Linked DNA regions of Sus scrofa: region 2 is linked to region 1. Evidence: chromatin contacts called from public Hi-C data. All regions are on one chromosome and are shown on one strand. Each heading gives the region's core, a stretch centred on a gene start, on an enhancer-like site or on the middle of the called end of the contact. The rest is flanking DNA. Distances are from core to core; before and after follow the strand shown.

Region 1 (5,530 bases), core at 2,706-5,205:
CTACCATGCTCCATTATAAGTGACTAGGTATAGTTCCCAGTGATATACAGCAGGATCTCATTGCTTATTCATTCCAAAGTCAATAGTTTGCATCTATTAACTGTAAATTCCCAGTCCCTCCCACTCCCTCCCCCTTGGCAACCACAAGTCTGTTCTCCAAGTCCATGATTTTCTTTTAGGAAAAGGTTCATTTGTGCCATATATTAGATTCCAGATATAAGTGATATAATATGGTATTTGTCTTTCTCTTTCTGACTTACTTCACTCAGTATGAGAGTCTCTAGTTCCATCCATGTTGCTCTGAAATGGCATTGTTTTGTTCTTTTTTATAGCTGAGTAGTATTCTATTGTGTACATATACCACATCTTCTTAATCCATTCATCTATCAGTGGACATTTAGGTTGTTTCCATGTCTTGGCTATTGTAAATATTGCTGCAATGAACATATGGGTACAGGTGTCATTTTCAGGGAAAGTTTTGTCCAGTTATATGCCCAAGAGTGGGATTGCTGGGTCATATGGTAGTTCTATATTTAATTTACTAAGGTACTCCATTCTGTTTTCCATAGTGGTTGTACCAATTTACATTCCCCCCAACAGTGCAGGAGGATTCTTTTTCTCCATACCCTCTCCAGCATTTGTTATTTGCGGACTTATTAATATTGGCCATTCTGACTGGTATGAGGTGGTACCTCATGGTAATTTTGATTTGCATTTCTCTAATAATCAATGACATTGAGTATTTTTTCATGTGCTTGTTGGCCATCTGTATATTTCCTTTGGAGATATGTCTATTCAGGTCTTTTGCCCATTTTTCCATTGAGTTGTTGGCTTTTTTTGCTGTTGAGTTGTATAAGTTGTTTGTCTATTTTAGAGATTAAGCCCTCATCAGTTGCATCATTTGAAACTATTTTCTCCCATTCCATAGGTTCTCCTTTTTTTTTTTTTTTTTAATGGTTTGCTTTGCTGTGCAAAACTTGTCAGTTTGATTAGGTCTCATTGGTTTATTTTTGCTTTTATTTCTCCTGCCTTGGGACAGTGACCTGAGAAAACATTTGTAAGGTTGATATCAGAGAATATTTTGTTTATGTCCTCTTCTAGGAGATTGATGGTGTCTTTACTTATGAAAAGCATTCATTACTTTCCCAAGACTCAACTGTCCTTACTCTCCTGGAATAAGCTCTTCATGGTTATGATTTATGATTATTTAAATATAATGTTGGAATCTGTTGCCTAATATTTTATTTAGGATTTTTGAAACTGTATAGTCATTTCTCATATTACCTTTATCTGATTTTGTCATCAAGATGATACACTCTTCTTAAAAATGAGCTTGGCAAACTTTTATTCATTTTATTTATACTATAAAAAAATTGTATAGGAAAAGACAACTACTTAAAAGTTTGTTCCACCATTAAAAAGCTATTAGAACTATTAAATGAGTTTAGCAAGATTGTGGGACTAAGGTTAATATAAAAAATTGATAGTATTTATATATACAAGAAAATATAACCTGAAAATGAAATTAAAAATAATTTCACTTATAATAGCATCAACAGGAAATACTTAGGGATAGATTTAACAGTAGAAGCACAAGACTTGTACACTGAAAACTATAAAACATTCTTGAAAAAAATTCAAGAAGACCTAATAAATTGTCCATGGATAGGAAGACAATGTTAGAATGAAAATACTGCCTAAATTTGTCTACAGATTCAATGCAAGCCCTAGCGTGGCTGTATTTGGAGGTGGGGCCTTTAAGGAAGTAATTAAGGAAAATGAGGTCATAAGGGTGGGATCCGATCTGGTCAGACTAGTGTACATATGAGAAGGGGAGGAGACTCTCCACTGGAGAGAGCCCAGGTGAGGACACAGGGTGAAGGTGGTGCCTGCATCAGAGAGAAGAGGCCTCATCAGAAAGCAATCAGCTGGCACCTTGATGTTGGACCTTCAGCCTCCAGAACCATGAGGAATGAATGTCTGCCATCCAGGTCGCCCAGTCCGTGGTGTTTGTCATAGCCACTCGAGCAGACTTGGACAGTGTCACCTCCACACCTCCTATGGCTCTCCCTGCTCTGCCCAAGAACTATGGACTGGCCATTCTCCTGTTGGATGCACCTGTTCCCACCATCCTGTCTGGACTCCAGCTCCCACCTGCCACATGGACACATCATCCCTCATCCCTGAACTAGGCTCTGTGGGGTGATGTGGTTCAGATTCTGTCCCATGAGGAGAGGCTGGCAGTGCTGCCTAGTAACCAGACAGATGTGTGCCAGCATCCCCAGATGCCTGGACCAGGTAAGGTGCAAGCAGGAGCAATGGGGCCTCAACTGCATGTGAGCCCGGGAATACCAGCACTCATGGACTTGAATGAATCCACTGGCATTAGCCATGTGGCTGACCATTCATTATCTGGACCCACTTGCTTTGCAGTAAAAGGTTATTTATGGGTAAATGAGGATCCCACGCATGGACCACAGGTCAGGACGCCTTAGACATTGTGCTGCCGGTTGGAAGGGACCTTCTTTCTGCTAACTGTCGGGTCTTCATGCCCTAAGTCCATCAATAATATAAATGTTTCTCTTTCGAAAGAAAATGACTGTGTAAAACTATTTCATTTGTGTAACTAGAGCATCAGAAGAGAATTTTCCCCAGAATATCTTCCAAAGGTCCTTAGGAACTGTGAAGTTATGAGTAGACCTGGGAATGGATGGAACCGGGAAGACATTGGGTGTTAGCTCCTCAAGATTTAACTTTCTTCAGAAATGGCGGGATTTCACACACAGCCATCTAGGTTCAGATTTCTGCCCCCTGATCTTAGATGAACCATTTAACTCATCTAGACCTTAGTTTCCTCATTTGCAAAATGAGAAAAATGACTCATACCTGCTGTGTACAACTTGAAAGGATTCTTACAACAATCACTGTGGAAATGCATGGCAGAATGCTCTGTGAACTGCATCATGAAGGGGACCCCACTACATGGGGAAGGAGCCCTCTCATTTTCAGAAGTTCCTGGCCATGTGGTATTCAGGGAGGATAAAATGAGAAAGTATTTGTGTCTCTGGTTCTTAATTTGTTCTCAAAGGTGAAAGTAATAATGGCAGGTTTTTTTTTTTTTTCTCATTAATAATGAAAAAGCAATTTGTCACTAATATGTAGTTGCTTAATATTTTATTTATTTATTTATTTTGCTTAATATTTTAAAGAAGACTGTTATAATAGCTGAAATTAAAGAAACTTGGCTCGAATTCCTCCTGTGCTTTCTTCCTAGCTCTGCTATATTGGGAAAATTACTTAGCCTTTCTGAGCCTCTGTTTCTGCATCTGTAAAATGGACACCATCTTACTTATTTGTCAGGGTTCCTGTGGGGAGTGGCATCAGATCATTTATGAGCAACTTCCTAACAGGATCCCAGGGCGTCTGGAGCCCAGCAGGTGCCCAGCCTGCCGAATTGATACCTTCTGCTACTCAGAGCTTCATCTCTGCACCGGCTTCTCACCTTGCTCTCAAATTTTGATGTTAGTTGTCAGGAAAGCATCAGCTTTCCGAGAGCTGGAATGTTGCCGTCTACATTTTCTAAAGCCTTGGCCACGTTAGGAAACCAAAGCTATGCTTTAGTTTAAATGATAGGGCAATTTCACTAACTTGAAGTCTTGAAAAAACAACTTGCTGATTCATTGTGATTGCAGAATACACAGACTTTTAGTATTTGGGAGCTAAAAAAGATTTATTTAATATTTTATCATTTGATTTAACAAATGATGTTCATATGCAATGTATGTGTGTTCCAAACTGTCCTACAGAATCCCTTTCTTGGGGGAAATTGCTTGTTGCAGGGAGCATTTCTGAGATGGTTTTTTCCTTGAATTTGACCTGTGTGTATTCACGGCCAGACTCAAGTTTCAGGTAGTGGGCGGGAGGCTCCTCGGCCAATCGGAAGGTGGATCTGCTCAGGTCATTTGCATGTGGCAGCCCACTTTCCCGCAGTGCCATCAGGAGGTGAAATACATCCTTGGGGGGTGTCACGGCCCGGGTTAAGATTTCCTTTTACCCCTTCGCTGCTAGAGCAATTTGATAACTATTCCACAAGAGCAGGCGGCGCTCAGATGGGTGGAGCTGAGAAGACTGCAAAATCTTGTCCATCTTGCAATTGCACCTGAGGAAGTGAGGAATGAGAATGCTTCCTGTGTGCCCTGGAATTACTTTGCTCATTGATACACTGATGTATGGCTTGTTGTTTTCCTTCGGCTGAACGTGACATTAGTACCTACAGAAGGGCAAACGTGTGAGAATGCTTGTAAAGCAAAATCCATTTTTGCAAAGGTAATGATGTTCTAAAATTGGAACAAGTGCAACTCAGGCAAAAAAATAAAAAATGGAATATTCCCTAAAATGAGTGAGCTCTTCTTCCTAGCTTTTCAAGGTAGTAAAGGTTTTCTTGATGTGCTATCAGATTGGCTTTATTATTTTAAAATATTTTTTAACTCAGGAAAAAGATAATGTTTCATATTTTCTATTTTGCCATGCTGTCCGGTCATTTGCTGTTCCAGATGCTAGCTCTTACTGTGCAATCAGCCTTGTGGTTTAAAATGGATCCTCTATAAGGATTCATTCCAAAATCCTGGGAAAAAAAAAATGCCCGGCAGAGTGAGGGACTTGCGTATGGCCACAGGAACAGGAAGCAGACATATACTGGACGCAGGCACTGCGGAAATCAGAGGGTGATTCCAGCTGGGAGTAACAGTGAGATGCTGGTATTTGTATAAAAGAAGCTGTGTGGGGGAGGGCAGGAACTGAGAAGAAAACACCCAAATATAGTTCTAATTTGTGTCAGACTCACCCAAGCAGGCAGGGAGGGAGGCTGTCCAAAGGGCTAGGAGGGCTCCTTAGAATGTGTCTCTGTGAAGATGTCAGGATGAGAAATCTGTCATTCCCCTCCACAGGTGACGGGTCTCTGAATGAACACCGCCCTGGAAAGATCCAAAGCTTGGTGGGGTGTGAGAGTATAGACTTCACACCCAGAGGAAGCACTCCTCCTTCCACATCAGCTGAGACGAGAGAGACTTCAGTGGCACTGCCTGTGAGTGGCCATCTCTTTCAATCATGGAAGTGAGTGGGCAACTTGGAAAGTAGATGCCTGAATCCAAACTACCTTCTGGAATGCTCTGTGTCAGAGAGGTGGCACCTTCTCAGCTGGAAAGCTGCAGGTCTCTCCCACGCCCTGGGACTCTTCTGCATCTCTCCTGCAGGCGTATGCTGCAGCCCACCCTCCAGGGTATATCCAGTCTTCTTCAGAAATGACGCAGCATTTTAGGTTTGTGGCAAGTCAGCGAACAGGAATACTGGAGAGAGCTTTATGTCCACACGCTGACAGGTTTCTGTTGGTTTTGGCTTAAGAGCTCACTGGGGTGTAGACCATTAACATTTTATAATATGTAGTTTGCACTAATGGGGCTCATTGAAAAAAAGAGAGAGAGAGAAAGGGATTCTGAAGGACACACTTCCTCCTGGGCTTTTTCCCGATTGT
Region 2 (5,972 bases), core at 793-3,292, 91 kb before region 1:
TGTCCAGCACCTACTCTGCTGCTTCTCATTTTACAGAAGCAAAGCCCAAAGCTCACACTGTCTGTCAAATACATCTCTTCCATTCTAGTTCATTAATTAACCACACCATGATGCTAAGAAATAGGCTGGCTTCCCCATGCCTTGTGGTCTCTCCCTTTTCCCTAGGTCACCCTAGGGGGTGGGTGTCAGGAGCTTCCAGGAGGAGGAGGGAGCAGGCCTGAGACTACAGAAGGCCCTGCTCTCCCAGGGAGGGTTCCAGGAGAGTTGGGAAAATGTAAGGACTTGGTGATATTGGGAAGATGCCCTTAAAAAGAAAACAGCTCAGGGCAGACAGAACACTCAGAGTACTTATTTACAGGATATCCTGCCTCCAGAAGACACCTCATACAATTTAAAAAGTCGCCTCCTGAGGGCGACTGTGAGGCAGCGCTTTCTGCCCAGCTGCTGGGCAGACCGGGGGCACAGGCCCTTGGGTGCCGGCCTGGCCGTCTGTCTCAGCAAACTGCCCATTTGTCCTCTTGCACACAATGCAGTGGGCCTTCCCCTGTGACACTGCAGTATTATGAGCCATGAATTAAAATACACCATTAACATCCTGCACAAGCTTATCTACTGCGGAGACAAAAAGCCCATTCTTCGAACAAATGGGGAGAAATTCCATGACAACAATGAGGAGTTCCTCTCCCCACATGCCAATCTGCCTCAGATTAACAATCCCAGGCTCAGAGTCCCTAGACCTGGGTCCCCAGCCGCCCCATGAAGTGGCGCATTCACAGCTCGGGGAGCGAGGGCGCTGATGGCAGGGCCAATCAATAATCCATTATAAGCAAACCTTGGTTCCACTCTAACAAGGAGAAATGAACGCAGCAGCCAGAATCGCTGCATTCACCGCCCTGCTCCAGCCCCGCCCCCACTTGGGGGCGGGGCACAGACCCCCTCTCCCGGGGCGTGGGGTGCAGCACTCGAGCCCCACTGACCGGTTTCTGAGCAGCCCTGGAGAACAATGTGCTGGGACATTTCTGCCAAAAGCACTCGTTTTCAAGGTAAGCCTCAAAAATGCTTTGTACAGGACATGAGGTGACAAAATTCCATCCTTCAACAAAGCTTCCTTTTAATTTCTTAGCGCCCCCACCCCCAATAAATCAACGCCAGTGCCAACGGGGGGGGGGGCGCACATGTAACTCACTGTCCCTAATAAGGGTTTATTATGCAAACTCGGCACAATCACAATCGTTTAAAAGCAAGACTCCCTTCGATTCTGTACCTCACTTACAGCAGAAACACAGAGGTGACCTAAACGTTAATCAGCAAGTAGCTTCTCGTTGATAAAGTAGTTTACCACCATGTGTCAAAAACCCAACACACGCCTGGCCGAGGACAGACAGACACCATCTTCACCTTCCGACAGAACAAACCCTAACAGCAAAGACAGTTCACGACACACTTGCTAAACAAAATACAAATTAACATTAATGTACAAGCTCTCTCCTCCTACTAAAATATAAACGTTCGTAGTCCAATCTGATCTTACAGGGAGGGAACCAAAAAAAAAGCAGATGAACACACAACATAATTATTGATTACATTCAGAAAAGGCCAAGAATGAAGGAGGGAGGATGTGTCAGTTTTCTTTCCCCTGCCACGAATAACAGATCCTGGCAAGTCCAAAATGGTTCTGGAGACTTTAATAAAGAGGCATCAAAATAAAACTAAAGGTGCTGGCTTTTTTCTCTCAAGAGGAAAGAAGCGTTGTTTTACTTGCTTTTTCGTCTGCTCTCCATAATGAACACACTACGGATAGCCTTTATTTACTATTTCTGGAGTCTGTAGTGATCTTATCAATCTATTTGTCCTTATAAGAGTGAACTTAACAAAAAAAAAAAAAAAAAAAAAAAGGAAAGAAAGAAAAAAAGGAAAAGCATGGGAGCCAGAGCTGGCTCTGTGATTTTCTGCAGATAGGTGTCCGCTGGAGCCCCTGGCCAGCCACAAAGAGCTGGGATCTGGCAGCAAATCCAGCTTCCTGCAGAGGCCAGCGCTGCCGGCCTAGTTAATGATCTTGTCAACATTTCCACCAAGAGCTGCATTTCCAGAAGCTTAGACCTGCATCTCTCCCAAACGGGGCGACTCCATGAAATCTGTCGTCACCGAGGGGTGCTGGGCGCTTTACAAAAAACAGAGGAAAATAACTCGCTATTCAGACAGGAACCACAAAAGCACAAGTTTTTACTTTCACTCTTTTTACATCCTGCATCAAGCTGATTAAAGCCAACGTTTCCACTAATACAGAAACACTGAAAACTTGGGGAACGCCAGGGAAAATGAAGTCTCATTGATTTCTTTTTTTAAACAAACATGGAACATCAAAAGGCCTTCGATAAACTGCAGGGAAAATGCCATTTAAAAGTGGCTTTATAGGTTTTGACTCAGCCTAAATTCAAAAGTGTAGACACTGCCACCAATGTCCAATAAAAAAAAAATTTTTTTAGAAATTATCAGCAATGAAAACAAAAGAGTCATGGGCAGAAACTCACTGTATTTTCTTGCTATGGAACACTTCCTAGTCAACCAGCCACACCTTTCTGAAATGACTATTAGCTGACTATAAATGTATTTGAATTAAAATTTGTTTCTAGAAATAAAGCTGTATTTTATTCCACATAAATCAACAGCACAGGGCAATATTTACCCCCAACACTCATACACATACACTGACCTGTTTTCCAGCCTCTAACCTAAAACCAACACTTCTCTCTCAGTATAAGAAAACAGATCGAGATTAATACCTATCAAATGTTATCTCTTTCTCCTGTGCTTTTTGTGAGAGCACTTAGAAGTCACCCCACAAAATGAAGGAAAGAATTGTGCCCAAGAAAACAAAGAGAGATGACGACGTGCAATAAGCCGTAAAATATTCTGTTAAACATCACCTTCTGAGGTCGTTCTGTTTAGCACAGAACTCAGCCGCCCAAGACCCCTTTATTAAGAGCACCCAGAGGATAAATACTTCAATAATCAATGTTACTGAATTCTAAGGAAACATGGTCTGTAAAAATACCCTGAATCGAGGACATTTTGGTAGGGTTTGGTAGGTAAGATGTTGTTGGCCATTGTACTAACACCAATCAATACTTTAAGAGGATCAAAAGTCTAAGAGGACAAATCTTCCCCAAACTGTTTTTCTCTATAACGTGCATATACTATACAACCCATTTAAATTTTCCAGCGCCATTACCACCAGTAGCTGCTGTAACCTGACCAAGCCGATCACTAACAACGCAGCACCTCTGAAAAGCAGCTAGACATCTCCGGCTCTTAAGGGGAGTGAACCATCAGAGAATGTTTACAAAGAGCAGTTCTTGACAAGGACATGATGTCACAGGGCTCTAGGAGTCACCCTGCCTTGCTCTCTAAAAATATATTTTCAAGCACAGTGAATGACACGTCACTGCAAGTTCTAAGTTTCGAAGATAAAGGACCCTCTATACTTCCTCTGCAAGGGAAAAAAGATAAACAGGCAAAATTCCACATTAAGTCCCCATAATAAGGTTATTGTGTGATTCTCAAGTTAAGACAATTCTGCACCTGAAGCCATTAGAAATGTTCTTGCAGAAATGAGGAAGGCAGTGTTTTTCTTCCCTAAGCCAGAACATCTTACCCAGCAACAGCTTTTGGAAACAGTAAATATAAAATATAACCAGGCACATTTTTTAATTTGAAAGCGCCTAGCACACCACTCCCCGCCCCGCAACCCCACGGTCCCTGGAGGGAAAAGACAACAAACTTGAAACCGGGTCCCTCTGCCCTCAGCACAGCCTAAGATTATTTGGGAAGAGCTCAGCTCTGGCCTGCGGTGAACAGAGGCAGCGGCAGGCTCACCAGTCACTAGGAACTCAGAGACCGTGACCATGACCCGATTGAGCATAGCAATCATGGCTGGGTCATTGTACTCACAGCAGTCAATACTGGTCCTGGGTCCACACTGCAGGGCTGAGGTTGCCCCGCCTTCTTTTCACACCCCGCCCCCCCACGACCTGCAAAACATCAAGCTCTAGATGCCCTTTCTTGGTCTGTGCTGGTAGGTGCTGTGGGCAGACAAGCAGGCATCCCAGGGATGGACCGATGGACAGACGAGGGCCACATGGACAGAGGTGGTGGAGCAAGAGGGTGGGTGGGTAACTCAAAAGCCAGGCAGGGGCTGTGACATTCAGGTTAGGGCAATCTGGTCCAAGAAAATCACTGCTGCCTTAGAGTTCACTAGAACAATCCATGTAAAGGCCTGTTTGGTGAAAGGGGCAGCTACCTGTAAACCTCAGTCAAGCCAAGTCGGCTGCACAAAAGGTCACCTGACTAGACACCTGGGATGTGCCAGGCAGGGGTCCCCTGTGCACAGAACTCCAAGGAGAAAACAGCAGAATGCATGGCCTGCCTGCAGAATTCACATAAAACAAAATAAAACACAATTTTATTTACATCTAAATATTCCTTAAATAGATACATTTATTTACAGAATAAATAAACCTAATAAATACAATGGATGATCAGAGGCCACCTCCTGACCAGCAACCCGATGCAGGTGTCACTGGGTCAGTTCATGCCCCTCGCTAGGGGAGGAAGCAGGTCCCATCAGCACCTGTGCCTTGAGAAAGGACAGGCTCCTCCCTGCTCTCCGGGCTCACGAGAAACATCAGGTGCTCACTTACCTCCCACTCCCAACCAGATGCCATTGAGCAGAACCTTCCCACCCTTTAGAACCTGGGACAAGCAGCTGTACCATTTCAAGGGCCATGTTCCGAAGCCAAGTCTGGACCATGAGGTAGGACTTGTAGGCGAGAGGAACAGACACGCGAGGCTCTTGCTCAAGCACAAGCCCCCAAATTGGGCCTCTTTCTATTCAGAAGTAACTATGTACAAGCCCGTTAGCCACAAAATCCAAGGGTTAGTAGACATTTCGTGCTGAGTCACATAAACTGCATACAGGCAGAAATCAGCATGGCCACTGCTCCCCTGAACCAGGCGAACCCGGAGTCTCTAGACCCCCTGACACACACAGGTGCATTGTGATATCAGTGGGGTCTTTCTAGGACTGCGAGCATCTGCAGGACCCTCAGAACCATGACTAGGCTGCCATTCACACCCCCCACTGGTTCACGTGGGGCTGTGACTTCTGAGTCTACATCCCTGTTGGTGTCTTAGCTCCCCACTTAAAACTGTACCACCAGTGATCCCTACAGACATCCACCGTAAAACTGCTTTCCGACTCTCTTTTTACATTTACTCTTTTTGTCTTTTATTTTTCCGAAAACAGTCTGGCTGCACTGACTATGCTGGTCACGGGGCTGGGAGGCTGGGTCAGCCGTGCAAGGCCAAGGTCAGTCACGGAGGGAAACGGCCATCAGGCCTTAGGCTGCCCTTCCGGTGAACTAAGCCCGTGAACTAAGCCCGCAGGGCACACAGGAAGGTTTTCAACAAGACCGGCCCTTACAACACCACCCCGGCAACAAAAGGTGCTATGTTTAAGAATGAATAGGTAAGTGCATATTCTACCAGGGGAAGGTGGGCAGAGAAAAAAGATCTGCCTAAATTCCCTGCAGAGCAGAACCTCCTCCTTGAAAAGTTCTCAGGAAGGAGCCTCAGGATTTGTAAACACTTCTAAGCTTTTGTTCCTTAAACTGAACCTGCCTGCATTTTAGAGAAGCAAGCTGTACCTCCTCTCCCAGGTAATGAGCATTTTCTCAGGCTAGTTCTGAAGTCTCTCTGGTGGGGTAGGGGGAGCCTATCCTAAAGAAAGGCACTGAGTCAGTGCCAGGAGGCCCTTCAAAATTAGAACTGAGAGTAAGACCAGGCTGTTTAAGGAGTAGTGTGCAAGAGGACTCTAGAATAATGGACATGTTTTGTTCTACCATGAGGAGGTTTCTTTCATAAGAACACATTCCTCCAGTCCTGCAATCTATCACAGTAAGTCCTCCCAACAT

Evidence for each region. A called contact is a pair of places that touch in the nucleus more often than the background predicts.
Region 2: a Hi-C map of skeletal muscle shows a contact between it and region 1, with 8 times the contacts expected there. The contact joins two enhancer-like sites. A contact is called at or near these places in 3 of 47 Hi-C or Micro-C datasets (embryonic fibroblasts, liver and skeletal muscle) and 1 of 2 datasets of contacts at active chromatin or transcription factors (skeletal muscle).

The regions. Positions count from the first base shown.
Region 1 is chr1:147,930,531-147,936,060 of Sscrofa11.1, reverse strand. No RefSeq gene overlaps it. Among named protein-coding and RNA genes, the nearest start is that of ZNF516, 54 kb to the left of the region's middle. Within about 2 kb of position 3,955, at least 12 of the 83 cell types and tissues checked have an H3K27ac peak or open chromatin away from gene starts, as enhancers often do. A contact at or near this core is called in skeletal muscle, where this site is marked.
Region 2 is chr1:148,019,296-148,025,267 of Sscrofa11.1, reverse strand. All of the region lies in intron 1 of ZNF516 (zinc finger protein 516), which reads right to left. Among named protein-coding and RNA genes, the nearest start is that of ZNF516, 35 kb to the right of the region's middle. Within about 2 kb of position 2,042, at least 36 of the 83 cell types and tissues checked have an H3K27ac peak or open chromatin away from gene starts, as enhancers often do. A contact at or near this core is called in skeletal muscle, where this site is marked.